2 separate regions of the Arachis hypogaea genome follow, and region 1 is linked to region 2. The links are chromatin contacts, called in public Hi-C maps. All regions are on one chromosome and are shown on one strand. The core of a region is the stretch at or near the end of the contact, and the rest is flanking DNA. Distances in the headings are between cores, read along the strand shown. Region 1 holds the start of LOC112770698 (BEL1-like homeodomain protein 1). Region 2 has its middle 26 kb from the start of LOC112771631.

What was found. Hi-C and Micro-C count contacts between places; a contact is called where the count stands out from the background.
Region 1: a contact with region 2 is called in a Hi-C map of leaf, with 2.1 times the contacts expected there. The contact joins the promoter of LOC112770698 here to the enhancer-like site in region 2. A contact is called at or near these places in 2 of 8 Hi-C or Micro-C datasets (leaf and an unstated tissue).

Annotation. Positions count from the first base shown.
Region 1 is chr18:6,970,051-6,972,750 of arahy.Tifrunner.gnm2.J5K5, forward strand. LOC112770698 (BEL1-like homeodomain protein 1) reads left to right here and starts at 1,350. Exons shown (of 6, transcript XM_025815056.3): 1 at 1,350-1,804; 2 at 2,006-2,034; 3 at 2,135-2,700. The coding sequence starts at 2,167.
Region 2 is chr18:6,933,181-6,935,886 of arahy.Tifrunner.gnm2.J5K5, forward strand. No RefSeq gene overlaps it. Among protein-coding and RNA genes, the nearest start is that of LOC112771631, 26 kb to the left of the region's middle. Within about 2 kb of position 1,286, at least 3 of the 3 cell types and tissues checked have open chromatin away from gene starts, as enhancers often do.

The DNA.
Region 1 (2,700 bases), core at 100-2,599, 37 kb after region 2:
CTAACGTAACCAACTTAGTTACCTTACTCACTTATAAATATAAGGTAAGAACTCCAGTGAAGTCGACTTTACGTGAAGTTGATATCTGAGAGCTGTTAGATGAAAATTTAGTCAAATCGGTCAAATTATTTAACGACTCTCAAGTATCAACTTCACATGAAGTCGACTGCAACTGAGTTTTCACCTAAATATAGTGATGAATAGATTGATATTTTTCTAAATACGGCATTGATAATATTAAGAAGATAAAAAATTTCAGAATTTACTTTATTTAATATTTATTAATTATTACAATAATTAATGAATGTTAAATAAAATAAATTCTACCTATTTTTAGTTAATTTATTTTGGTTACTAAATATTTTCGATACAACATTATGTATTTTTATGTAAATAAAATAACTAAAATATTTAATAACCAAAATAAATTAATAAAAAATAGATAAAATTTATCTTATATAATATTTAATAATTATTATAATAATACATAAATATTAAATAAAATAAATTGTGACTATTTTTTTTTTGTCTCTTATTATTACCGATAAAAAAATAGTATATCTTGTGCATTTTATTATGGCTGAAATAGATATTGCGAGGCAAATGTTGTAAATGACGAAATTACAAGTTGTAGATAGCAGGATATTTTAGGGACCGACAATGCAATTAATCTGAAACCTGCTTTTTATTTTACCTTTCCAAACATAGATAATAATTCATTGGTGGGTGCGACCTCTCATGCTGTAACACATACATTTTGTGGGGACGATTTTGTAGCTCATATGTTGCATTGCTAGCTAGAATATTTATTTATTTATTAGCTAATTAATTTTATGTGGTGCATGTTTATTTTCTTATTAGTGTATCATCCGTACGTGTATAACGTATTGTGTGAAGATGATGAGTTTTGTTAATTAGTGGCAATATGCTCTAATCATAAACATTTTATTTTGTTAAACACACCAAAATCAATCATTATATATAATTTAATTTATTTTTAATATATATTATACTGATTATTAATTTTAGTATCTGATTTTAATATATTTATTATTTAACATGGTTAGTTGTTAATTAAATTATTCTATTATGTATATCGTAGAAGTGATAAATCATGTATTGAATTTGAATAAGTTAAGTGCGGATTTGGAGGGCTGATTAGGGTTTTTATGATAATGAAACAATCTAGCTAAGAGTAGAGTGGATTCATGTCTAGCTATGAATGAGGTTTTTCTAATTTTTTTATGCATACCAAACAGACACGCACCCAAAAAATTAAATTTAAAAAAAAAAAGAAAAAGAAAAAAGTGTGGAGGATAAGACGCACATAGCGAACGCTGTAGCTGAATGTGTACAACAATACAAGAAAATTACTTTCGAGCTGTCTATTATTGTTGATAAATACATAGAGGTCAATTCCATATTATATTAATTAGATTTTTAATTAAAAACGGGCCACTAAAGTCACCAGTCATCACTAATAATAATCACTCACTTGTCTTTTTTTAAAAAATATATTATTATATAAATCACTTTAGAAAATTTCCCTTGGTGTTGCACAGAGAGAGAAAGAGAGAGTAGAGTTTAGAGGAAGGAATTGAAGCAAGAGAAGAAGTTGAAAACTATGGCGAGTGAATAATCCGAAATCCAATCCTTACTACTGTGAAAGCAAAAGGTGAAGCTTTAATTTTCTTTTGGGCGATGATGATGATGATGATGGAAACATAGTTAGTTTGTCTAAGCTTAGATAGCAGCTTTCTACCTTGAAGATTAAAGATCATCAATCATTATTATTTATTTTATGGTATGAAAACAACACACTCCAAACTCTTTATATTATTTCTTCTGCACATACATATATCTATCTATATCTTGATGGATCTGTTTCCATTATTTCTCTATTGTTTATTTCCTTTTGTTTCTCTTTTCACCATCAAATTTCAATTCAGATCCCCTTAAAAAATTATATTCTAATAATATTTCATCTTTGCCTTTTTGTTTTCAGGATCTGTGAAGCCCAACCCAATATTATTGGTACTGGATCAATTAATTAATATATTATAATATGCTTTTATAAATAATGATTGTGGTGCAGAGAAGTAATAATAGAAAGTTTAAATGTTTGTCCGTACAGTGGGGAGAGAGAATAAGAATTTGAGATCAGAGATGGCAACGTACTTTCATGGAAGCAATTCTGAAATGCAATCTTCTTCGCCTTCAGCTTCCGCTTCTGGTGCAGATGGTGGCTTGCAGACACTTTACCTTATGAACCCAAACTACCACCACGTGCCCTATTCTGACGCGCCGACGCAAAACATGCTTCTTCTTAATCCTAACCACCAAGCCCACGCGCTCAACCTCGCCAACTTATCCCACGCGCCCCCTCCACCACACCACCAACTACTCATTCATCGACTTCCCAACTCCGACGACAACTCCCGGGCCTCTCTCTTCGGACACCACGACATCGCCACGGCTACCGCCCCGCCCACTTTCCACGGCTTCTCTGCGCCGCGCGTGCAGTACAATCTGTGGGGCTCTGTGGTCGACCAGCCTCAACCGTCGCCGTCCAGCAGCTCCGGAGGCGCCGACATGGGTTTCCGGCGGCCTACTCAGCAGGGCTTGTCGCTCAGCCTCTCCTCACAGCAGCAGCAGCAGCAGCAACAGCAACAAACAGGTACCTATAGGTCTCTCTCCGGC
Region 2 (2,706 bases), core at 36-2,535:
ATATAACTATTTATATTGTTGGTGAACTCCAAAAATTAAAAAATGACATAAGACAAATAAAAGGAGAAAAGTAGGTCTATGTAAAAAATCAAATAAATTTAAAAGAGACTCTTACTTGAGAAAAAATGCAAAGAAATATAACCATTCATGTTATCTTTTTTTATTAGCTTAAATTTTTGGGTTGAATGGTTTCATAATATGGTATTAAAACTCTATGTACGAAAGGTCTAGAGTTTGATCATATGCATTGGTATTAGAAATATAATCATTCGTGTTGTCTTTTTCTATCGACTTAAATTTTTGAAATTAGTGGTAACATGAAATTAAGAGCATCTCCAATGGAGGGTTTTTAGAGTATTACTTTTATAATTTCAAAAAGTGAATTGATTTAGAATTGAAATCTATATTGTAGTTGATTAATAAAATAAAATCGGTATCACTTTAAAGATACAATATCACTTTAATAAAAAACTAATAAAATTTTATAACTCATATAATTATGTTGATAAAATAATTAAAAATAATATAAAATTTTAATTAAATTAATATTAAATATTAAGAAGACAAATTTTATTTTTAATTTTAAATCATAATTTATAATAAATAATTCTTCAAATATTTATTATCATCTTCTTATAAGATTTAAAATAAAATTAAAATTAAAATTAACATTAGAGATTCTCTAATAATCAAATTTACATCCTAACTTAACACTACAGTTTCAAGTGTACAAGAGAATAAAGAAGCAGCAGCACTTAAGTTGAACCGAGACTAACAAGAAGGTTAATTAATGATGCATATGAACAATTATTGATGGTCCATGCATCCTCATTATTGTGTCTATGTATCTACTTAAAGTGAGAAACGGCAAAATCATCTTTTTGCCTTTTCCTCTTTTTAATTTCTTGTTTGACTTTTCACTTTAGATACTACATATGTGCATAGGTATAATAATTCACCATTTATGATTACACAATACGTACATGATGGCCATCTAAGTTTTGACATCACCACACATAACAAAGTCATCCCAATTATATGTCAACCTTTTTAATCAATTGGAATAATAAACCATAATTCTCTTATTCATCAGCAAGTGTTAAAACAATTTTATTTCAACTATAATTATATATTCCTTCAATTTACCAGTAAATGTTACTTGGTGATATAGTACTTAAAAATTGGGAAGAAAAATATAATGTCACAGACGTGTTAGAGTGAGATACGTGTTTGCGTGAGCCATCCACACTTGACAATCATGTGTGTGTTCATACTTAGTTTGTGATTGTAACGTTTATTATTTTTTAGACATGTAATGAACCGTACCCAAACTCCTAGGTAGGTTAACATGTTCAATAATAAGCTCAACAACAAAAACATGTGTTAGTAAGCTCTTCAAACAGCACAACATGAAGCTAGTGATATATGGTTTCCTTAGTATGAGAGTTAAAAAATTAACCAACTATATATATCACCAGAAACTTCCAAATGATTAACCAATCTGCGGAATTAATTTTTTTTATTTCTTCATTGGTATGATAATCTTTTTTTTGGTCATGTAATGTTTCGGTGTGCTGATAGTGGCCCAATAACTTACGATTTTGGTAATTGTCTTTTTGCTGAACAGGCCCGTTTAAGATTAGGTTGTTCTGACCAAAAAAGTATTAGGTTATTGGGCCTCTAAGGCCTTGGAGGCCCTTTCCGAAAGAGAAAAAGCGTTGGGGGTTGAAATCAAAGCCCTGTCCAAAAATTATTGTATTTCTTCTCCTCTTCTATTGTTGGTTCTTAGCTTTTATCTTCTAGCCCAAAATCATCATTTTTTCAGCTTGAGAAAAAATTAGTAACTTCCCCAAATTGTCCTTACCCAAAAAAAAAAAAAAAAACCCAAATTGTATAATTTTTCATTCTTTAGATGTGTAGGGTTAATTTAAGCTAGTTTAAATATCTATATAAATGTAAAGACTACTTGAATGTAGTAACAGATATATACACCATACCGGACTTTTATTTCTAATTAATGAAACTGAAATAAAAAAAATATAACGCAACATACATATTGTACATCGAAATATAACTGAATGTGAAAGTACATGGAGTCATCAATTGCACCCAATTTAAATGTGAATAATGTGTCACTCTGCACCGCCAGGCAACATTATTCTAAGAGTACATAATTACATTTATATTGGGTTGCAATGCATTTATTATATTGGTCCTGTTAAGAAAACAAAATTTAAAATCAGTCAATAAAAAGAAAATCGTACATTAAAAAATTTAAAATTACACATATAAATATATCTTATTGATTCTTGATTTTTTTTTCTCCTACCAATATTTTTCCTTATGATGTTTACACTTTGCCGAGCACAAATTTGTATCATGCGTACACGTGACGATCTATGCGCTTTCGATATGGCATCTGACTTTGGAAAACATATATATTAATCCACTCATCATATAATATATTTATACATAAACATTACTATATCATAACTTTTTTTTTTATCATGCTTATGTTATCACAGGATCGCATCCTTTTCTGTGTGTAAACACTCGCACCATGATCAATAATATATTATGATCTATAATTCTGTATACAGTAGATATAGACACGCCCCTTTTATGCAATGAATGAAGCTTTATTAGAAAACGCGTAGAGTAATATTAACACTCAACATCTATATCCACATCGAAGGAAAAAAAAGA